3 separate regions of the Triticum aestivum genome follow, and all the other regions are linked to region 2. The links are chromatin contacts, called in public Hi-C maps. All regions are on one chromosome and are shown on one strand. The core of a region is the stretch at or near the end of the contact, and the rest is flanking DNA. Distances in the headings are between cores, read along the strand shown. Region 1 has its middle 49 kb from the start of LOC123051196. Region 2 holds the start of LOC123051204 (monosaccharide-sensing protein 2). Region 3 holds the start of LOC123051214 (probable E3 ubiquitin-protein ligase ATL44).

Region 1 (2,778 bases), core at 105-2,604, 180 kb before region 2:
AAATTTAATATGATATGAGAATTTGACACAAATATAGATATGGAAGTGGATATATCCGTATCCGTATAAGATTATGGGAGGTAATTTTCAAAAATTCTATCTCCAGTATTACAGTTATCCAACATAAAGGCCAAATAAGTGGTCAATTTTACTCTTTGTGTGAGTAAACTTAGAAATTATTATGCATTACAATAGTATTTATTCATAAACATATTTATCATTGACTTACTGTATGTCACAGGTTGATTATTTTATGTCACGTTGCTGTTAACTAATTTATTTAAGCAATATGTCGCTATTATTCGTATCCGTTCCGAATCGAGTAAACATCCGATATGTATGTGTATTCAAATAACATCCGAGCCGCTTTTGTATCTGATAATATCTGTATTCGCATTCGTATTTGTTTTGAAAATATGAAAATGGAAGTAGTAAGAGCATTATCCGATCCGTTTCTATTCCACCCCTATACGCACTTGTCCTGGAAACCCAACTGCAAAATTTGTTTGCCTACAAAAAGCTGCATTTTTTTAGAACATCTCTTTTTTAGGCAATTTTGGAGAACATCTGCAAATTAATTATATCATCCTCTGCCTCGTGGTACGAATTTGCCATCAACAAGGCATGTTGCTCTACCTTGTTTGGAAATGGACCAAGCTGTTGCACGGCCCAATGACGACCAGAGCATGTCAGAAGAAATATTGAACCCGCTCAACACAAAATATTGAACAACTTGTCCCGTCTAGAGCACCAGAATTTGGCCATCAGGCGTTGGAATCCCCGACAACATTTAATTTGAATAATAAAAAGAGAGATGCTATTGTTCAAAAAAGAGAGAGAATTTCGCAGGATTGCTATGTATTGCCAAGGAGTGATTTCTTCTACCCCTTTTGTTTGAGATGGAATCTCTTCTATCCCTAAGGGCACGAGTGGGAATTTTGCTTTGATAGTACATGAAATAATAGCTCCAAACGCAAAAAAAAAGCTCGGAGCGCTGGTTTTGACATGATTAGGTCTTGTTATGAGATCAAACAGAGCACATAGACTTGCTCTTTGTTCGAGCAACTATGTTGGCATTTCCGGACCGGCTCTCCGAGCAAGGTCGCTCTGCTTGGACAGTTCTAGCAGTACCCGAAAGCATTCCTCCTCCTGAAGGCTGAAGCAGACACGCTGCTGTCGTGTCTCGCTACGAGAAGCCAACAAAAAACACGCGTCCCGGTCTGAAAGTGACGCTTGGCCTAACTGCACACACACACGCACCGGGATCATCGTCGACATTCCCTTCTCCGTTGCAACCAAGTTCACGGCCGGTAGGCGCGGTGTCCACATTTGCGTGCATTGAACGAAGTACGGACTGCCAGGTCGGAGTCTGAGACTGCACACTGAATGCGGGCCCGCTCTGCGGTACCTACTCATGTATAGTACCGGGCATTACGGAAGTCTCGTCAACAAAAGCTTGGAAGATATCATTAAGATAACTACTCTTAATTGCTCGTCACATGGCGCTATCACCATGGCCACTAACTCATCGAGGACAAAAGCTTGATCCAAATCATGTCTTCCCACCGATCATCAACGTGAACCTCAGCACGGTGGACCATCCGTGCGCGCGGCAAAACCTCCAGGCAACCGAGCATTAATTTCGACCCAAAGACTGCTGCGGAAAAACACGACGTTTACGAAAGAAGAGAGCAATTCGCGCTCCGTTTGCACGTACTCCATTCGATTTCGGGATCGGCTCCGGATGGACCAGACGTCTCCGTGCCCCAGGGTGGAGACAATTTGGCATCTTCCAGCGCCGAAAAGACCTCAGCCAGGAAGCATGGGCGCCTCGTCGAGCCACTCCGCGATCGACGCGTGCGGGCACGTGAAACTACCCCCCGCCGCCGCCGCAGGCCGGCCGGTGATGACTCAGCGGTGAGACCGGAGGCCACGTGCTGACACCTGTGCGCGTCCATGCGCCCATACGTCCACGCCGTGCCGTGTCACCGTCGTCAGCATCGCATGATCGACTAGCGTGCGTGAGCCAGCAGTCGACCCCTCGCCGGCGGCCGGCTGAGATATGTACCGGGTGCCAACACTATGGCTTCACCGCGGCGGCCAAGCTTGTCGTTTCACTTGTTAAAGCTTCTTCCGCACGTACTGACGTGTTATTCCATCGATCGGCCGGTTTAATAAGTTGTTACTACTGCGTAGTGACGTGTGTTAGAAAAAGTTAGTACTGACTGACGTGGTACTGTGGTACTCGGGCCCCGGACTACGCCATGGATTGGAAGCTTCAACGAGCAAAGAAAACAAAAAGGTGATGCTATTGTGCTTATGAAAGCAACACAACGTAATAATGTAGTCTATGTCATGTGGTGGCTGTTAAACAAGTTCGGCAGTGCGTCTCCTTTATATTGTTAGAGCATCTCTAATTGGATTGGACTAATTTAGCCATGTATATGTCCGTGGACATATTCGGACATGCCCGCTGATAGCGGGGGCGATTCCCATTTGTGTGTCCGTGCAATGACGTTCTTTATCTTCTCCATTTGGCCATCCTCAAATCTAGACGAATTCAAGCACGTAAATCATACATACGACATACAACATAGCACATACATAGCAGTTCATATACCTATTTCAAGGACATAGTAGACAACATAAGGGCATAATATTGCATTCCACATTGCAGTTCATAATACTAAGCATTCTGCCTAGACATTCTACTAGACATAGGGGGATCTTCACTGTTTGGCCTTGGTGTCAGTACTAAAACCGGCAGACCTCGGGGTA
Region 2 (2,879 bases), core at 280-2,779:
CAGAGTTTGAGGTGGCTAATTCCTAGTCCACTCGTGATCAAACTCCAAAGTTGACACTCAGTGTGTTTTATTAAGACGAATTATATTCATTTGACAAGGGACATGGCATTTTTGTTGATACGGAAATGCATGTGTTAATTTCCTCGAGTTTGAAACCCCTAGCATTTGTTCTTCATTAGATTACATTCGAAAAACATATAGCCATGCCAGTGTTGCTTTGTCATCGAAGTGCACTTGGACGTGCTTCATGCCATTGCACTAAAAATGTCTCGAATTTTGATTTAGCTTCACTGCCAAAGTTGATTCCAAGTAGCTGTTTGTTTGAGCTCCTGATTTTTCCTACAAGAGACTGTTGACTAAAGATGAAATAGACAAGGCATAAGCAATATGAACTGAAATTTTATTTCAAGCCCAGGTTTCATGACACATACATAATCCTTTGGCGCCATTCGAATTCATATGCCTCCCTGGTACATATGCCCACATATTGTTGTCATACAATCTCGTAGTGTGGCCAACAGAATACATATCGAAACATCTGATGTAGAATATGCGAGTCTATCGTGGGCCAATCGATCGTGATGCCTTGTCCCACGAAAACCAACTAGCCTGGCTGTATGCGTCCGCGCGCACACAACGGCATGACACGGTTGGCGTCCTCCCTTGATGATGGTGGTGGATGTCACGTCTATTTGTCTGTCGCCGCAAACCTCTCCCGTCCCTCATCCACCACTCCCATCGTGATCAAAATCACCCCACCTCCCCGAAGTAGATCTAGCCGTAAAATGTAGAAGTAACTGTAAATGAAAGACGCGAGAAGCGAGGCAATCGAATCCAATCAATGTCTACCTTTTATGCTATCGGTCGAGTCCGCTACACCAAAACAAATTCGGGTCTATTCATAAGACATGCTGAAAACTTTGCCAAAACTTTGCTCATAAACCTCCTCTCAAGCTTGGAACCCAGGTAAAAACTTTCTTTAAAAAAAATGGAGGTAAAAACCTCAGGGGAACCTCCTTATTCACCTTGGATCCTACAGATTCTTCTACAAAAGATATTCTACAACCAGTGGAACCCCCATCATGCAAGGCGAGACACGATTCAAAACACGGAACATGGGGAGTCTGAAATTCCGTATAGTACTCTGCTGCAAGCTGGTACACCACACTACACCACACCCCCTTGGAATCTAGCAGGGCCATCAGTTTTGGAGCGAGCATGTGACAGCGCACCACGGATCCTCCCTAAACAAATGAATTAATAGCACAAGTACAAAGTGGCTGGTTGTCGCACACGAGACGAGCGGGAGAGAGAGGGTTGGATCCGGGCTCGCCCGCCCCATTCAATAATTCCCATATGCGGCCCTGCCCCTCCGCCAGGCCCGCGGCTGGCCCACCCGTCAACGGGCGCTCCACGCGCGCGCCCACCCGCACCGCCGGCTGACGCGTGGGCCCGTCCGCACCGGGGCCCCACGAGGCAGCGTCGCGGCGGCCTTTCCCGCAGCGGCCCGCGGAGGAATATCGTAGAGAAATCGGAGGCTGCCTCGGAGGCCACCAGATGATAGTAGTCGACAGAGTCCCCACCCCACACTCACGCACACTCCTCCTCATCTCGCCCGGGGCGAAATCGACGCCACAGCGGGAGGGAAAAGGCTTCCGGGGTTGGCAGGGATTCCGCCTCTTATACGCCTGCCCGCCTCGCCAGATTCCTCACAGCTTCCCTGCCCCGAGCGGAGATCCTGAACTCCGGAGGCCGTCGTCGGGTAAGCGAAGCTCTGCCCCTGCTTGTTCCGTGTGTGCGTGGAGCAGAGGCGGCCGTGGCCGGCTGCTTCTGTCGATTCTGATTTGTTCTTGGGTGTTGTTGTTTTTTATATCTTACGAGCTTTGCCGTGCTGACGGGTGGTGCTGTTGTTGGTGGTGATTGTGCTGTGCAGGGGTAAGATTCGGCGGCCATGTCGGGCGCCGTGCTGGTCGCCATAGCGGCGTCCATCGGGAACCTGCTGCAGGGGTGGGATAATGCGACCATTGCAGGTAATTCGTTCGTTCGTGCCGCCGGAAAAGCAGCTGCTCTTTCGACGCCGTTGGGATACTCTTTATGCTGTTGCGCTTCCCAGGGGCCCGTGTTGTTAGGTAGAGGCAGCAATTATTGGGAATCTTGCCGGCTCCGATCACGACGGATTTGGTGGAGCTGCATGTAGTAGTAGTAGTGGTAGTAAAAACAAATATTCTTTCTTGTTCAACGATCTTTTAAAACCGATCAAGCAGCCGAAACGAAATCCTCGCAAGATTTCCGACTTCTCTGAACGGATCCGTCTCATGCGCGATCTGCGCATCTGAACCATGATAATTCAGTCTGCGTCGACATGTTCTGAATTCTGAACTGATGCTGATGCCTTGACTTCACGCTGACCATGTTGACTTGCTGCTGTGATCTCTGCAGGTGCCGTCCTGTACATAAAGAAGGAGTTCAGCTTGGAGACCCAGCCCTTGATCGAGGGCCTCATCGTGGCCATGTCGCTCATCGGGGCGACGGTTATCACCACGTTCTCCGGGGCGGTGGCTGATGCTGTTGGCAGGCGGCCCCTGCTGATCGCCTCGTCTGTCCTCTACTTTGTCAGTGGCCTGGTGATGCTCTGGGCGCCCAACGTCTATGTGTTGCTCTTGGCCAGGCTCATCGACGGGTTCGGTATCGGTTTGGCTGTCACCCTTGTCCCTCTTTACATTTCGGAGACCGCCCCGACTGACATTAGAGGGCTGCTGAACACGCTGCCGCAGTTCAGTGGGTCAGGAGGGATGTTCCTTTCTTACTGCATGGTGTTCACCATGTCGCTCATGCCGCAGCCTGACTGGAGAATCATGCTTGGGGTTTTGTCGATCCCG
Region 3 (2,953 bases), core at 82-2,581, 140 kb after region 2:
TTACGGAGGGGGTATTTCATAACTGCCATTACTCCACAACTTCCACCCAAATCGCCCACACCAAACAGATTTTCAGACACGAGCTGCATATTTCTAGCTTGCCGGATCCACATGTAAAATGTTTTTTCTTTGCCTCTTTTGAGCAAGCTATTGCAGTACAAATAGTATATTTTTACACGAGACCACGCACGCTCTTTACAAATCTGATGTCATGTTCCCCACATCCATACGTACTGGAGCAGCAGCGCAAGTGCAGGGCGAAAAAGGTTGCAGAAAAGAGTCACGTTCACATCACAGCTCTAATTATTCTCCCTTCCATTTCTTGAGAAGAAAAACTTCACTGCGGTAGTACTGCAGCGTGGGCCAGCAGCAGAAAGGAGCAGCTCAACTACCCACACCGACCTGGACCCACCCGCCAGGGGACATGACGGCTCTTCTACTGCTACTACGGCAAGAATCCCCCACGGCCGCCGCCGCGGCTGCCGCCGGCCGACGACGACGAGGAGGCGATGACGGCCTCCAGGATGGTCTCCTCGCACTTGCGGCACCGCTTGGGCGGCGCGGGGTCGTCGAGGACGATGGGGCGGCGGCAGGACGGGCAGGAGGAGTTGGAGCGCAGCCAGGTGTCGACGCAGTCGACGTGGAACCCGTGGCCGCACTGCGGCATCACGCGCACCTCCTCCCGCTCGCCGAACTCCGTCAGGCAGATGGCGCACTCCGCGAGGATCCCGTCCTGCCCCTCCTCCTCCTCGCCCCCCGCCACGGCGCCCCTCGCCGCCGCCGCCGCGGCCACCGCGTCCGCGTACGCCAGCTTCGGCAGCGCCTTGAGCGCCTTCTTCTTGAGCCCCTTGCTGGTGGTCGTCACGCTGCCCCCGGACGCGCCTGTCGTCGTAGTAGTTGTGGTACCATGGTTATGCCCGCCGCCGCCCCCGCCGAAGGCCGCCAGGGCGTGGGCCGGGCTGCCGGACGGCGAGGAGGGGTTGGCGTGGGCGTTGGCGTTGCGGCGGGAGCGCGCGCACCGCGCGACGGCGGCGAGGCCGACTACGCAGATGAGCGCGCAGAGCAGGGCGGCGAGGATGACGACGACATCTGAGCTGACGCCGGCGGGCGGATCGGCCGGGGGGATGCCCGGTATGCGGCTGGGGTCGCCGCTCTGGAGGAGACGCCGCGACGGGTACGGCGATGGCCGGAGCATCGCCCACGTTCGTCCAGCGCCGGTAGTTGGAGGGGGCCTTTTCCGCAAAATTAAAGTTGTGGCGAGACGCGAGAGAAGCGAAAGGGGGGGTGGTGGTGTTGGCAGGTTGCGATTGTTAATGGCGGGCGGGTAAGCGTCGTAGCGAAGCTCCCGTGGCGATTTCCCGCGGGTTGGGGGCCGGTATCGTCGACCAGCTGGACAATCCCAAAAGGCCCACGTGGACGCGCCAGGATAATTAGAGATTAAGATTTTGCATTTTATTTTTGGGAGAGATTAAGATTTACTTTGGGTGCAGATTCAGAGACATTTCCTCCGGAGCTTTATATAAGAAAAGAAAACGCCTTCGCTGTGGATGGAGTAGGGTAGATGGATGATGCGTGTTCGTTCTGCAATGAAATGGAACCGGGGAGGCGATCCCTGATTGATCTTCTAAAGAAAGAAGTTTCGCTGTCGTCGGACGCGACATTCCGCGTCGTGCAGACGCCGGCCAGTTTCCACTCACCGGCAGGTCAACGAAGAGGGCCAAAGCAGCTCCACGATCAAGCGGAAAAATGATCCCAATCATGAGCAGCGGATGCTCAACTGCCAATAGTCGAGGCGCTATAGCTATGGCCTAGCAGTCTCGAACAGCGAGCGGCATTGCCATGCTCCCACATGGGGCAGGTCCGTCCGACCCGCCACTCCTACTCCTTCAGAAGCAAGCGTTCCTCAACCACTAGCAGCTCGAACGAACGCCACGAAAGTCCGTCCAGCGTTATCTGGACCCCCTCCCCTCGTCAAGATTCGTACTACTGGCGATCACGATGAGTCCACGAGACGAGCCCCGGGAGAAAAGCAAGACAAGGCAAGGCAAGGCAAAGCAAAACTTCGCCACGCTTCGAGTCGCCTCCCCCGCCCCCACGGCAAGAGACGCCCGCGGCCGCTCGGACGGCGACGGCCACGCTCGCCGACGGGGCACTACCACGACGCGACGCGCCTCCCGTCCGGGGCGGTGGAAAATGAAACGATCGCGAGGCCGGTGCGTAGACCGACGACGGTGCGTCGAAGGCTCGGGATGGCGCGCCGAGCACGGCCGGTGTTGACGTCGCGATCGGTACTGGCGTTGGTGGTGGTAGAGTCGTGGTGCCGTAAACCTCGACGACCTCGACGACCGACCGCTGCGTCATGTATTCAGAGGTACGGTCGCCTACGACTCTGGCGACGATTTCAACAGGGGTGACGACGCAGACGCAGTGCATGTGTGGACTTGTGGTACTGCACTCGGGTAACAATTATTTCAGCAGACAATGACTGATGAGAGACGTTTGCACAGTTATTCTGCTTGTCCTCCCTATGGTATCAAATCTCCGAGAAGCATGAAAAAGATCTAGAGCCTTCGTTCAAATTTCTGAAACGTAACCATCCCATCACGGTTTCATAATCACTGTGTTTGCAGTTGCACAGGACAACTGGAACTGGCACTCACCTATATGCTGGTTCACGTCAGTCAGTAGACTCCGCGTATCTCTATCGAGCTACACCCAGGCTTCATTAGCTTCCGCACGACCTTGTCCTAGTTCATGGCAGCGGCATACAGATTTGAGACCAAGCAAAGACGGAGCTGGTGGACAACGGACAGGTTGTGTCGCGAGACACCATTCACCAGTAATCGCCACAGGAGCAGGCTCCGTCCTTGAAATGGTGGAAGCGTTTGGCGTCTCGCACCACGATTTCCCTGTCGGCGATCTTCGACATGTACTTGATGGCGTCATGGCAGTC

Evidence for each region. Hi-C and Micro-C count contacts between places; a contact is called where the count stands out from the background.
Region 1: a Hi-C map of leaf shows a contact between it and region 2, with 6 times the contacts expected there. The contact joins the enhancer-like site here to the promoter of LOC123051204 in region 2. A contact is called at or near these places in 2 of 5 Hi-C or Micro-C datasets (both in leaf) and 1 of 1 datasets of contacts at active chromatin or transcription factors (leaf).
Region 3: a Hi-C map of leaf shows a contact between it and region 2, with 4 times the contacts expected there. The contact joins the promoter of LOC123051214 here to the promoter of LOC123051204 in region 2. A contact is called at or near these places in 2 of 5 Hi-C or Micro-C datasets (both in leaf).

The regions. Positions count from the first base shown.
Region 1 is chr1A:364,141,012-364,143,789 of IWGSC CS RefSeq v2.1, forward strand. No RefSeq gene overlaps it. Among protein-coding and RNA genes, the nearest start is that of LOC123051196, 49 kb to the left of the region's middle. Within about 2 kb of position 1,355, at least 3 of the 8 cell types and tissues checked have an H3K27ac peak or open chromatin away from gene starts, as enhancers often do. A contact at or near this core is called in leaf, where this site is marked.
Region 2 is chr1A:364,318,911-364,321,789 of IWGSC CS RefSeq v2.1, forward strand. LOC123051204 (monosaccharide-sensing protein 2) reads left to right here and starts at 1,530. Exons shown (of 6, transcript XM_044474018.1): 1 at 1,530-1,762; 2 at 1,934-2,030; 3 at 2,440-2,879. The coding sequence starts at 1,952.
Region 3 is chr1A:364,463,610-364,466,562 of IWGSC CS RefSeq v2.1, forward strand. It overlaps LOC123051214 (probable E3 ubiquitin-protein ligase ATL44), which reads right to left and starts at 1,332. Exons shown (of 1, transcript XM_044474029.1): 1 at 113-1,332. The coding sequence starts at 1,195. The coding sequence ends at 446.